Linked DNA regions of Sus scrofa: region 2 is linked to region 1. The links are chromatin contacts, called in public HiChIP or PLAC-seq maps. All regions are on one chromosome and are shown on one strand. Each heading gives the region's core, a stretch centred on a gene start, on an enhancer-like site or on the middle of the called end of the contact. The rest is flanking DNA. Distances are from core to core; before and after follow the strand shown. Region 1 has its middle 63 kb from the start of THY1. Region 2 has its middle 30 kb from the start of TRIM29.

Region 1 (6,920 bases), core at 2,803-5,302:
CTTCTCTGCTGCTCCATTAAACCAGTCTTGCCGAGATGGCGGATCTTCACGCCGCCGAACTGAGTATACCCTCTCTAGTCCTTTCTACAACGCAGCAGTTCGGTGGTAGCTGACAAGTCCCCTCCTCTTTTCCATCAGAGTCCAGGACAGGGGTTTCTCCTTTGTCAGCCTGGGCGTGTCAGGTGGGCTGTGAACTCTGCAGTTGCTCCAGACGTGGTCCCAGCCTGTGCCCCCGCTCACATAGCTCCCCGTTGTGTCTTTTGCTCTCAGAACTTCGGTGCTTCTCTGTGGAGCGAGTGTCCCAGATCCCCCATATTGCCACCTGCCTGCCGGGCCATCTTACAGGGACCTCATACCCAGTGGGTGCAAAACCAACCCCTCGTGTTCTTTTCCAAACTGTCCTTTCCCAGCCTTCTTTCATCTCAGCAGCCATCTTTCTAGGCATCACCTCTGCTGCCTCCCCTTTGGCTCACCCACCTTCCATCCATCATGGGTCTCGCAGCCCCTGAGCCACTTGTCATTTCCAGCTCACCTTGTCCACCTCCTGCGAGCCTCCTCACCTGGTGCTCTCTCCCCTGGCACTGCCCTGCCTCATCTCGACTTCCCTCATCTGCTTCCTTTTTTCTTTTTGTCTTTTCAGGGCTGCACCCGAGGCATATGGATGTTCTCAGGCTAGGGATCGAACTGGAGCTACAGCCGCCGACCTACACCGCAGCCACAGCAACTTGGGATCCAAGCCACATCTGCAACTTACACTACAACTCATGGCAACGCCGGATACCCGACCCACTGAGAGGCCAGGGATCAAACCCGAATCCTCATGAATACTAGTCTGGTTCGTTACCACTGAGCCATAACAGTAGCTCCCCCCATCTCCTTCTGATCACAGCTCTCCCTGCTGAAAACCCAGCCTCCCATTGCTGTCAGGGAAAAATGCAAACGGCCAGACCCACCCTCTCCAGATGCTGTCACTCCAGCCTCTCCTGCTTCCTGTAGGTCCCTGGACTCAGCCACCTGCCTGGAACATTCCATCCGCCCTGGCTGCCGTCCTCTACCACCTCAGCCAGGACCTGGTCAGTGAGCCCCCTGCACCCTGGGCAGACACAGAGGAAGCAAGAGGCCAGAGCCTGGGGCGGCCCTTGGCGGGCTCCTCACCTGACCAAGGTGGGGGGTGGGGTGGGACATACCAGAGACCCACGAGTGAGGGTGTGTCACACGCTCAAGCCTTTACAGGAGGCCTTCCCCATGGGGACACCGGGTCAGGGCAATCGCGATTCATCACCCAACGTCATTGTCATCATTGTCGTCATCCTCATTAGTGGGTGATCACAGCTACTGTTCGCTGAACACCAGCTATGGGCCCGGCCCCACCTGCACATGCTTTAGACACATTCCTCATGAGGCCGCACCCCGCCTGCACTCAGCAAGAGAAATGACATCGCTTCTTGGGCATCCAGGGAAGTTGTTTCAAGAGCTTGAGAGGAATTCAGCTCACTGGGAGGAAGAAGTGACGAAGTGTCAGCTCTGTCCCGAGCGGGGCTGGGCTACCCCAGGAGGGGCTGGGCTACCCCAGGAGGCACGCAAAGGGCAGAATTCATTCAACCAGCATTTACTCAGCTTGCACCTCGTATAGGCGCACAGAGGCCGGGGTCCAGCCGTGACCAAGACAGATGCGGTCTGCTCCCCTCGGAATGCACCCTCTTCTGCATGGTGGGCACGGAGACCGAAGTCAGTGTTGAGAGCATGTTGCCATCCTGACGGAGGCTAAGGAGGGGGTCAGAGGGTGTTTCAAGCTGTGGGGGCTTCAGGACAGGACAGGAAGGAAGAGAAGGCCTTCTCCGAGGGAGGAGCCTGCCTGGCGGGAGAGAGTGAGAGGTGGTGATGGGCAGGTCTGACATCGCTGAGGCTGGAGAGGGCGGCTGGTTATCAGGGTTGCACTGACTGTGGCGAGGACTTTGAACTTTGCCCTGAGAACAATACAAAGCCCTGGAGGGGTTTAGGCGGGGGGATGACATGAGTCTGTTTATGTTTTCAAAAGACTGTCCTGGGAGTTCCCATTGTTTCTCAGTGGTAACAAACCCGACGAGCATTCGTAAAGATGCAGGTTCTATCCTTGGCTTCGCTCGGTGGGTTAAGGATCCAGTGTTGCTGTGAGCTGTGATGTAGGTCGCAGACATGGCTCAGATCCTGCATCACTGTGGCTGGGGTATAGGACGGCAGCTGTAGGCAGCTGTAGCTCTGATTTGAACCCTAGCCTGGGAACTTCCATATGCTATAGGTATGGCTCAAAAAAGCAAAAAAAGGAGTTCCTGTCATAGCTCAGTGGTTAATGAATCTGACTAAGACTTGAGGTTGCGGGTTTGATCCCTGGCCTCGGTCAGTGGGTTAAGGATCCGGTGTTGCCGTGAGCTATGGTGTAGGTCACAGACGCGGCTCGGATCCCATGTTGCTGTGGCTCTGGTGTAGGCCGACGGCTACAGCTCTGGTTAAACCCCTAGCCTGGGAATCTCCAATATGCCTTGGGAGTGGCCCTAGAAAAGGCAAAAAGACCAAAAAAAAAAAGCAAAGCAAAGCAACGAGACTGCTCTGGCTGTGGTGTTGAGGGTGTGGGTAGCAACAGAGAGCAGCTTGGAACCGGTCACAGGATGGATGTGAAGGATGATGGTCCAGGGAGGGGGGCAGGGCGGAGAGCCTGGATTTGAGTGTGGGGCAGCGTCCACTGGAAGCTGACGGGTCTGGGTGTGGTCCAGACTGGCTGAGGGGTGCTGGGTGCCCAGGTCACCCACCACCTGAAGATCAGGGGTTAGCGCTGGGCACATAGAATGTTAGGTCCCTGAAGACATCCAGGAAGAGATCAGGAGAAGGCAGGTGGCTAGACTGGTTTGGAACTTGGGAGACATATCTAGGCAAAAGACTTAATTTGAGAACTAAGTCTAGGTAATGGGAAGGAATGTGACCACTTAGGAAATATGCACAAAGGAGAAAAGGCCTGAGACGGAGCTTTGAGAAATATCCACACCTGCATGATAGTCATTGGAAGAGGACTTTGAGTTTTCTCGTCTGTAAAATGGATATGATGATGCGAGTTGCTGTAGGATAAGGTGAGATGATTACATAAAGTGTTTGACCTGGTGTCGGTGCTCTTTGATGGATCTTGGGTGGGTAGCACGTTTCTATAGTGGCCTTCCTCCTGGCTTACATAGGTTTATTAACGACCCTTCAAAAGATGTGACCAGAGGCCTGGACTTTATTGCTGCTGTCCGCCGTCCTCCACCAGACAACTGGTTCTGTTAATACAACCCAAGGTTGCACTTGTTTTTGGTTTTTTTCTTGCTTAGGGCTGCTTCTGCAGCATATGGAGGTTCCCAGGCTAGGGGTCGAATTGGAGCTGTATCAGGCCTACACCACAGCCACAGCAATATGGGATCTGAGCCACATCTGCCCCCAGCTCATGGCAACACCGTATGCCACTGAATGAGGCCAGGGATTGAAGCCGTGTCCTCATGGATACTGGTCATGTTGGTATCCTGCTGAGCCACAACGGGAACTCCCCCAAAGTTGCACTTGTGATTTTTGTTCTGCAGTCTGGTGTTAAGCGTGGATACAAGACCATTGTCTCTTCGTGAGTGATGCTTTGAAACCAAGAGCCTGGAAGGTCAGATGTAAAGGAGGGGACCAAGTCCTGTGGCAGGAGCCAAGGGCAGTCTTCAGACCCAGCAGACCAAGCATCTGTTTGCGTCCTTTCCAGAAAGAACAGGGAAATTAGCCAGCATCCCCCCTGTCCTCAGGCATGTTGTGCTTCGAAGGCAGGGGTCAGGAAATGGAGAATGAGAAGGTGACGGGGAATGTGGAGGGCAGGGTCAGGATTGAGGAGATGCTGAGATGAGGAGGGGTCTCCAGCCTAGAGTGTGGATGCTCTGGGTTCCCCCGTCCAAGTTTCTTACACCTTCCAGTGAGCAGACAGCAGCTGCTTCTGATGGATGGAGTCTGCTTTTGTTTTCGGGGAGCTGGCTGCCGGGCTGGCTGGTGGGCAGTGGCTGGAGCAACATCGCCCCCTCACGGCCTTCTCTTGCAAGTGCAGTCAAGGCACCCCACCCGATTTCTTCCCAGATCCATAGGCTGTCTCTGGATCAGCCGATCAGCTGATTTTATAGTCCTTGGCAGCCTGTCCTGTGTACCTAGGAGTGTCCCTTTGCTTTTGGCTTCTGTTAGCTGTCACTGCCTGGTGTATCTCTGTCCTGCTTCCTTGGGCGGTCTGTGATCAGCATGTCTCTTTCCATCAGTCTCCACCTAGGTCTCTATTTCTGTATCTTCTTCTGTCTCTGCCTTGCTTCCTGCCCCCATCCTCTGTCTCTGTGTCCTGGAGCTGAGGTCATGGCTGCCTTCCCCCCAGAGCTGGAGTGATTCTTGGTCTTTTTAGCTTTTTCCTCGATGAGTCAGGAACTCCTGGAGGGCTGAGGGCTGAGGCTCCACCCAGCAGTGGCCTCAGAGAGGATGCAGGAGTTTGAAGGAGCCTCGGGCTGGGCTGGGGACTGTGACAAGAGATTTTTTCCAAAATACGCTCATGGGGCCAGCGGGAGGCTGGGCGCATTCCTGTGGATGTCTAGGAAGCAGAACGAGCGAGCGGCTGGCCACCAGTATGGAGCGGGGCTCTTTTGGCTGCTGCCTGTGCCCAGAGCCTATCCACTCTCTTCAATCCTCATTTTCTGTTGCCTCAGGGCCTTTGCACAAACTGTTTCTCCTTGAAATCATCTCTCCCCCAAGGCCTTAGAAACCGACTCCTTCAGGGAGTCCTCCCGGATTCAGTGTCTGAGTTGGGGGCCCTCCTCTGTGCCAGGGCAGTGTCTTCTCCTTGGTTTAACATTACCTGCTGGCAGTTCCATCTCCCTGACTTGTGTGGCTGTTCTGGAGAGGGGTCGGGGTGGGAGGCAGGGAAGCAGCAAGCCCCGGGGACCAGAGGAGGGGGAATGTGGACAACCCACATGGTAACACCTCCTCCACCCCTCCTTGTTCTGCTTGTCATGTTCTTTCTTCCCCCAGGTTTTTCAGGGTCTTTGTGCCAGAGGCCATCTCCTGTCTGGCCTCTGGCCCAGGAACAGGCCCTGAAGAGTCAGCGGGGAAGGGCTGCCTGTCTGCCAAGTCCTCTGAGTTGGCAGCACAGGGGTGGGGGCTCCCTGTGGGCAGCCCAGGGGTGGGGGGCCGGGGCACTTGTAGCCTGAGTCCTCTCTGGGGGAGTGGCCATGTCTCAGCATGGTTGTGCGGCATGGGGCCGGCAGGACGGACAGCCTTCCCGCAGTCTCACATTTGTCGTATATTTGCGGCAGCCTGGAGCTGTCCCCAGGGCCTCCCTGGTGCCTTGCAAGAGGTCGGGGCCTGGCGCTCCCAAATATATCCCAGGGGAGGGAAAGGAAACACTCGGAGGGTGACCCCTGGTGCCTGAGGGCGAGGGGCCCACCCCCCTTTGTTTATTTATTAGTGGGTCACTTGGACCTTCTTTGAAAGCCGAGGCCTGCCACTGGAGGCCGCATGACCCCCGATGGCGCTGGGGGCTGGGGGCTCTGTTGAGAAGTGATGAGGCTGTGTGGGTGGTGGGAGGATGTGCCGGGTGAGGGAGGGCTCAGGAGCTGATGGTGAATCCACTGATGGAATCTCGTAGCCCAGGACCCCTTGCATCTCAGACCTGAGGCCGCTTACTGCTTTGGAACTGAGGGTTGGCTCCAGAGCTGAGGCTGGAAGCCCAGGGTGGGGCAGGACAGGGCTGGGTATTGTACCTGGGTCCCAGCTCAGGATCCCGGCTCACTTAGAAGTGATGCAAGAGAAGAGGCATGGACTTTCGACCCAGGAGTTGAGTTCAGGTCCCAGCTGGTGACCCAGGCCACGTCACTGGCCTCTCTGGGCCCCAGGCCCCTCATCTGTGAGGAATGGGGAGGTCGATACCTGCGGGACACTGTGAATGGGTGTGTGAAAGTGCTGAGGGGTCCCCTCCCTCCTCCTTCCATTGGCTCTCTGTCCCCCAGGTTGTCCAGGCACTTTCCAGCTGGGAGGACAAGTGCTGTGGGAGGGCTCCCCCAGCTGCCACAGCCCACGGGGACCAGGAGACACTGCTGAGCCCCACCCCATCCCCCGTGTCTGTGAGTCACAGGCAGGCTCACCTGGCTGGTGCCACATGCAGCCACCATGTGCCTCCCATAAGGTGTGTGCCCTCCTCCACTGTGCAGCCACCTGGATGCCAAGACTCTTTTTGTGGACAGGAGAAGCCCATGAAGCTGGGAAGGGTGTCCCCTGCTGAGCCCATGGAACAGGGTGCAGGCTGTTTTCGCCCAGAGCCATGTTGGTGGACTATGTCAGGTGAAATGTCTACACCTGTGGCTGGGTGAGCCTTGCAGTCTTAGCTCCTCAAGGCCCAGGAGCAAAGATATCTTGGAAGCTCTCCTATCTTCCTGCTCTGGCCCTTGCAGTCCACCACCCCGTCTCCCCACCGGGGTCAGTGCTGCCTCCTCTCTCTCTTCCCTCCTTCCTTCCTCTTTTTTGGGCCGCACTTGCAGCATATGGAAGTTCCCAGGCTCTAGGGGTTCAATTGCAACTGTAGCTGCTGGCTTACATCACAGCCACAGCAACGTGGGATCCGAGCTGTGTCTGTGACCTACACCACAGCTCACGGCAATGCTGGATCCTTAACCCACTGGGGGAGGCCAGGGATTGAACGGACATCCTCATGGATCCTAGTCGGGCTTGTTACCGCTGCGCCACACAGGAGCTTCCTCCCCCCCATTAAAGTTTTATTGACGTATAACTGATTTACAATGTTGCGATAATTTCTGCTGTACAACAGAGTGATTCAGTTAGACACATACACATAACCATTCTTTTCCAGGTTCTTTTCCCATATAGGTTATCACAAAATACTGGGTATAGTTCCC
Region 2 (7,228 bases), core at 4,232-6,731, 640 kb after region 1:
TGGAGGTGTCAGACATTAATGAGAGTGCCGGATCTTTCCCAGCCTGAAGAGCCCTCTCCCTCTCTTCACCTCCCCCACTCCTTCCAGCAACCAGATAGCCCCTCTATGATGAATCAGACTCAGAGTTCAAGGGAGATTCTGGTCCCACACCTCAGCCTACTTCCTCCCCCCATCGCTTCTATAAGAAGATGTGGAAGCTGAGAGGCTCCAAGGGGAGAGGCGTGGGAACCCCAGGGAAGGGCAGGGAGCAGGTTCAGACAGAGGCAAAGAATCCCAGGCTCCTTCACCTGCTCCTTTGGAAAAGTTTCCATTGGCGAAGATTAGGAATTCCAGGGCCTGGCCTTTGCCGGTTGGGATGAACCCTCAGCAAACAATTGCTCCTGTGGAAAGTGATTCTGCTCTTCAATACTTTGAGATCCCTAAACAGAAGGAGTGGTGAGAGGTCATTTTGTCCAAATACGTAGTTACAGATGAGCCTTACTCAACCACATTTGTCCTGCTGGTTCATTTCCCAGCCTTGGAAACTACCTAGTGTGCTTGAAAAGTAAGGAGCATGTCCAAAATACAGGGACACCTTCTAACATGACTAAGACACAGGACATACTCACAAACGTTTGCGGAATAAATGTATGCATTCATGTACGCATGAGAGAGTAAATATTTTATTTTTACTTATAACCTGAAAACATTAGATTAGACGTTAGATGACATTAGGTACTTAGACATTAGAAATTCCTCTCGTTGGGAGTTCCTGTTGTGGCTCAGTGGTTAACAAGCCCAACTAGTATCCATGAGGACTTGGGTTTGATCCCTGACCTCACTCAGTGGGTTAAGGATCCAGCGTTGCCATGAACTCTGGTGTAGGTTGCAGACATGGCTTGGATCCTGAGTTGCCGTGGCTGTGGTGTAGGCCAGAGGCTGCAGCTCTGATTTTGACCCCTAGCCTGGGAATGTCCATATGCCATGGGTGCAGCCCTAAAAAAAAAAGGGAAAAAAAGGGGGAAAGATCCCTATCTTACTCATTTTTCAATAAAAGCTGGATGGACAGATGGATGAGTAAATGAATGGAAGAATATGTCGTGTCGTGATCCTTGAAGATATAGGGACGTATTAACACAATCATATATCAAGAGAGGTCAGTTCTGCCTAAGGCAGGAGGTGGGACAAGATGGCCTATTGGGTCTGTCTTCCTACCCAAGTATCTATAGCCTGAGTGAGTGTTCAGGAATATTTGTATCTAGATCCTATCCTATGATGTTACTCAGTTTCTCAAAAGTTATTCCTTGCTAGGGAGTTCCCGTCGTGGCGCAGTGGTTAATGAATCCGACTAGGAATCATGAGGTTGCGGGTTCGATCCTTGGCCTTGCTCAGTGGGTTAAGGATCCGGCGTTGCCGTGAGCTGTGGTGTAGGTCGCAGACACAGCTCGGATCCCGCGTTGCTGTGGCTCTGGCGTAGGGCAGTGGCTACAGCTCTGATTTGACCCCTAGCCTGGGAACCTCCATATGCTGCGGGAGCGGCCCTAGAAAAGGCAAAAAGACAAAAAGGAAAAAAAAAAAGTTATTCCTTGCTAACCTGTGAACAGCCATCGGGGAATTGAGTCTCCACTGAATGGGAGGGGTGTCATCATCACCACTGCAGGCCCCTGGATCCCTCTTCTGCCAGTGACGATGGTGACTCCCTCAGGTAACCCCTCAGGAGTCTGTGCTCCTCCAGTCCCATCTCAATGCAATCCCCTGCAAGAAATAGGGGAAAGAGTGCTGTCCTTTCCTAAATACATCTTTTTCCCAGGTCAAATACAGAGGACCGAAACGGAGATATGCAAATCTTATTTGTTCCTCTCCCTCGGGTAGCTCTTTAAGAGCAATCCAGCATTGGTGGAAAGTGGACTTGACCGCTAGGCATCAACAAAGAGAAAGTTCAACAGCTGCTGGCCTAGGGACAGGGTTCTGCCCCCTTCCCCTCCAGACCTCTTTGTCTCTTCAATTTCCCACCTTTTCTTCAAGTCCCTTCTTTCAAGTTCCCTAAATCAGACTCCCTACTCTTTACCTCCCCACAGAAAGTTCTCTAGTTATGGCCTTGAATTTACCCAGATGCTCATGAAGACTCTGCTCCTGGCAGCAGTGGGTAGTTCAGGAGAGCAATGATGGGCTCTGGGACTCCAAATTCCCACCAAAGAAGGATGGCCGGGGTCCTCGTTGGCCAAGAAGCAAGCATGTCTGCAGGCATGGGGAGCACTCATTTTTTCCCCCAGAACCAACACAGCCTGGTGTCGTCCTGGGAAAGCCTAGTTCTCCTCTGTGCTTGACTTTGACCCTGCCCCTTATAAAACAAGAACCCCAGCATGAATTCATCTAAGAAAGCATGCTCATTCCCGAGCATGGCTCACAAGAGAAGAGTCACCACATCCGTTGATAAGTGCACTCTCAGCATCTGGAATGACTCTAATTAGATTTGTCTTTAATTCCCAATATCCCCCTGATGAAATATCCCCCAGATAGTTCATTCTGCCATAATAAGGCTTATGTCAAGACTCATCCATCTAGCACTAGTAGCGAGTCTGAGTAGTATCTATGAGGATGAAGATTCCATCCCTGGCCTCGCTCAGTGGGTTAAGGATCTGGCGTTGCCATGAGCTGTGGTGTAGGTCGCAGATGTAGCTCGGATCCCGCATTGCTGTGGCTGTGGTGCAGGCTGCCAGCTGCAGCTCCAATTCAACCCCTAGCCTAGGAACTTCCATGTGGGTGTGGCCCTAAAAAGAAAAAAAAAAAAAAAAGAATTGTCCTTCCAACTAGATCTTATCTTTGACAGGGGTGTGGAGAGGATGCTGTTCTCCTGCTGTCACTGTCAGAATGCTAGGGGGAAGCAAGTCCAAACACCCCTGATTCCCCCGGTTGATGTTCGTGGAAGACTGGACCCTTTCCAGTGTACCAAGCACGTACATGCGCAGCACGTCTTCAATCCAGCTCATGGGAGCCTGACAGGACCCCCCTCATACAGGGAAGGAAACTGAAGTGCTGGTGCTCGAGGTCATACAGTCTGTAAAAGGCCAAGTCAAACCTAGACACACAGGTCCCTTGACCTTCCTGCTTCCTCCACATTACCTTTTTAAAAACATTTCATATTTCCACCTAGAATCCAAGATGGGTACCAAGACGGCTGCTGTGCTGGGGAAGAGTTACAAAACCTCTTCCTGAGACAGGGCTGGATGCTAGGTGTCCCGAAGAGGCAGAGAGACCAGTGCCAGCCTTTCCGATCCTCGGAGGCCTGGGGTGGGAGGGGACATGTCATACACAAAGACAACCCATTACGTTACATCATCCAGAGCGGGGAGAGAAGAGACAGACGGGGCGGGGGGGGGGGAAGGAAGGGGGGTGCGAGAAGAGAGGCCAGTAAACAATTTTCTGAGGACTTCTGGGAAAGCACACACACACACACACACACACACACACACACACACACATCTGGATGAGGGTGTAATGGAAGGAGCACAGCTTGGGAGGGAGGTGGACCCGGGCGGTCTCCCAGCTTGAACGTGACTGGCTGTGCGTCTGTGAGTAAACCACCAGGTCTAAGTCTCTGGTTTTTTTTTCATCTGCATCCAAAGACTGCAATAATCTCCAGAAAAACATTGAGTCCAGGGCTAAAGGAGAGGGCGATAGTGGACTCAGAGCAGAGGGGGTCCGGAGGCCAGAATGGAAAGGCATTTGAGAGCCTCGGATAAGGATTGAAGACGTCAGATTGAAGAAAGTTATTCTCCAGAATTCACAAACCCCCAAAGAAAGTTCAAATTCTTTTCTCCTTACGATTTTGATACCAAGCCCAGCTCCCCGCCCGGTTCAGAGTCCTTTCCATCCATCGCCACCCTCATGGGTCCTCCAGACTTGGTGAGGAGAGTCTTCCAGCTGCCTGTCTTCAGCCAGGCTTCCTCCTCCCCCACTCCCAGCTCCTGGGCCAGAAGCAAAGCCAGCCCACCACGGAGGCTCAACCCGGCCCCAGCTGGGCCTCTCTGAGGCACACTTCAGAGGCAGAAGCCTAGAGGAAGAGGGCTCCCAAGTAGGGAAGCTGATGGCAGGGCTTGGAAGGGTCCACCTGGAGTGGAAATTTGAAAAAGGTCCAGGTGTTTTGCTAGGGCTGTGGTGCAGGCTGGCAGCTGCAACTCCAATTCCACCCCTAGCCTGGGAACTGCCATATGTCACACACACATGCAGCCCTAAAAAGCAATAATAATTTTTATTATTTTTTTTTAAATTAAAAAAATAAAGGGGAGCTCCTGTTGTGGCTCAGCAGTAACAAAACCAGCTAGTGTCCATGAGGATTCGGGTTTGATCCCTGGCCTTGTTCAGCAGGTTAAGGATCCGGTGTTGCGGTGAGCTGTGGTATAGGTCTCAGACGCGGCTCAGATCCTGCACTGCTGTAGCTGTAGCGCAGCCAGCAGCTGCAGCTCTGATTCAGCCCCCGGTCTGAGAACTTCCATGTGCCTCACATGCAGCCCTAAAAAGCAACAAACAAACAAAAAACCCAGAAAAAAAGAAAAAGACAAAGGTCCAGGGTCCAGACGGGGAAAGTGCCAGGCCCACTGCAGTCACTCTGCTGGCCTGCACCAAGGCCAAGGGCAAGACCAAGAGTCAGATATGGAGGTTATTGAGCAGATATTCATGGCTGAGTCCAGGGCCATGTTCAAGGACAAGGGGAGATGGAGGTGGTGGCTGAGGCCAGGAAGGCAAAAAGTAGCAGAGAAGCTTGGCATCAATGCTTTGGAGGGTCTGCAGCCACAGGCATCCTGGGTCATCAACCCAGTGGCCTAAGTCAGCAACCCAAGCTGGAGGCACAATCGGGATGGAACAGAAACAAGTGGGGGCAGTGGGCTGGGTAGGTGGGAAACCAAGGCCTTGGAGCAGCTCGGGGTTAGTGGGCCCAGCACTGTTACACTGTTCCCAGGGGATGGTGCCCAAGGCAGCTTTGATCCTGGAGCTGGAGCATCAGACCAGGGGCGGGCAATCTTCTTCCAGGGAGCTGGCCCCCCTCTTCTTCCTCATTCAAATGGAACTTCCCCAACCCCACCCTTCTTCCTTGGGCAACATCTGGATTTTCCTCTGCCCCCAACTTCCCCACGACACCCCACCCTCACACTCCCTCTCGATCCCAGCCCGCTGAGATCAACTGCTCAGCCTTTCCCCACCCTAAGTCAGCAAGCAGGCAAGCTGCCTCATCCAAGCCTAGAAAGGCAGAGGGAGGAGTTAGCAGATCCTGGGTCCCCGGGTACCACCAAGAGTCAAGGCCTCATTCAGAGGAAAGTTGCCTCCTCCAGGCTTGGGCTCCAGCTTTCTCCTGTTAATAGAGATCATGACCCAACTGCCAGGACTGCTACAGCTTGAAAGGGGCTTTGAGATGCTGGGATGAAAGGCACTGGGTTGAGTACAAAGCACAGTGCAAGTTGTCCTGGGAGTGGGAGGCCTGGCCCTGGGCCTTCCCCAGCCCCCGTGCTGAGTCACTTCCTCCATCCTGGCTGGATTTTGCCTCTGTAATCCAGAGACACCAAACTCCCCTTTCAGGACAGCTTGGAGTTGAGGGGTGGGGTGTTCCCAGAGAGTGTGTGCAGGACACAGGCCAGGCGTGAGCCTCAGCTCATTGGGAGGGGAGGGCAGGCACCCCGGTTGTGATGCTGGTGGGGATGCTTCCATGTGTCTACAGCTCCATGACGTGCTGTCACCACGTTGGGAGAATGAGGCGGCTCAGTGATGAGCGTCGTCGTTTGTTACACCTGAAGAAAGAGGAACAAAGAACCAGGAGCTTTCCCAAGGTCTCACGGCACATCTGAGGAGAGAGCAGATCTGAAGCCTTCTGGCTCCCAGCGTCCTGCCCCCAGAGGCCAGCCAGACCCCGGTTACTCATTCCTTTGAATGCGAGCCTCTCCTAGGACCTTCCCTGCCCTGTGCTTTGTATTAGCAGGGCTGTGATAGGAACATTGGCCCGAGCGCAGCCTTGAGGGATTTTTTCAACTGCTCAACTAGTACATCTTCTGAAACTGGAAAGATCACTGGATATTTCAGGTTTAAGAAAAAGAAGCGGAAGTTCCCTTCGTGGCACAGTGGAAATGAATCCAACTAGGAACCATGAAGTTGTGGGTTTGATCCTTGGCCTCGATTGGTGGGTTAAGGATCTGGTGTTGTCATGAGCTGTGGTACAGGTCGCAGATGCGGCTCGGATCTGGTGCTGTTGTGGCTGTGGTGTAGGCCGGAGGCTACAGCTCCAATAAGACCCCTGGCCTGGGAATCTCCATATGCCATGGGTGCGGCCTAAAAGGACAAAAAGACAAAAAATAAAATTAAAATTAAAATTAAAAAGAACCGGAGTTTGAGCAAGAGAGTGAGGTCTTCTGGAAGGTCCAAGTGGAGAGGTGAGGGCTGCCACGGGAAGGGCTCCCGGTCCGGGCTGGCCTCTGCCAGTGGACTGGAAATACCACGTCCTCCCGCTGGCCCTCAGCTGGCCTCTGTGAGATGGTGCACCCCAAACCCAAACTTCTTCCCCTGACGAACCTCAGCTTCCCCCTCCCAGGGGGCTCGGGCTCCCATTCAGCATTCCGACAGCTAGACGACGGTGAGCCCGGCCCGGGCCTGGTTTAGTCCTGGTGTGTCCCAGACAAATAAAACATGATCCCTGCCCTCAGAGTCACCCAGACTGAGAGGGAGGTGAGCTGAGATGGAGGGAAGTCCAGACAACGCACTGTGGGTGCCCAGGGGTGGGAGGGGAGTTGGTCAGTTCCAAGCACAGAGGCTGCTCGCCTGTACTTGGGAATCGAGCCCTCCCCCCGTCCACTGGTGAGGCATCTCCCCCCAGTTCAAGGCCCATTCCTTGAACTAGCCAGACCTGGCCAAGCTCAGATCAAGCAGGTGCTTCCCCCAGGAGCTTTCTCCTGCCTGGAAACCTGAAAAGTAGGGGTGATAATAGCACCAGTAGCCAGTGGGTTGTGAAAGCAGGCACTTCAGGAGTACTGGCTGCTTTTTTTTTTTTTTTTTTTGTCTTTTTGCTCTTATCTTTGGGCCACTCCCATGGCATATGGAGGTTCCCAGGCTAGGGGTTGAATCGGAGCTGTAGCCACCGGCCTACACCAGAGCCACAGCAACGCGGGATCCGAGCCGCGTCTGCAACCTACACCACAGCTCACGGCAACACCGGATCGTTAACCCACTGAGCAAAGGCAGGGATCGAACCCGCAACCTCATGGTT

Evidence for each region. HiChIP or PLAC-seq counts read pairs in DNA pulled down with a chosen protein or histone mark.
Region 2: a contact with region 1 is called in an H3K27ac HiChIP or PLAC-seq map of skeletal muscle, with 6 times the contacts expected there. The contact joins two enhancer-like sites. A contact is called at or near these places in 1 of 47 Hi-C or Micro-C datasets (embryonic fibroblasts) and 1 of 2 datasets of contacts at active chromatin or transcription factors (skeletal muscle).

Annotation. Positions count from the first base shown.
Region 1 is chr9:46,669,364-46,676,283 of Sscrofa11.1, forward strand. It overlaps a transcript of LOC102161637 not described here. Among named protein-coding and RNA genes, the nearest start is that of THY1, 63 kb to the left of the region's middle. Within about 2 kb of position 4,053, at least 21 of the 83 cell types and tissues checked have an H3K27ac peak or open chromatin away from gene starts, as enhancers often do. A contact at or near this core is called in skeletal muscle, where this site is marked.
Region 2 is chr9:47,310,095-47,317,322 of Sscrofa11.1, forward strand. No RefSeq gene overlaps it. Among named protein-coding and RNA genes, the nearest start is that of TRIM29, 30 kb to the left of the region's middle. Within about 2 kb of position 5,482, at least 33 of the 83 cell types and tissues checked have an H3K27ac peak or open chromatin away from gene starts, as enhancers often do. A contact at or near this core is called in skeletal muscle, where this site is marked.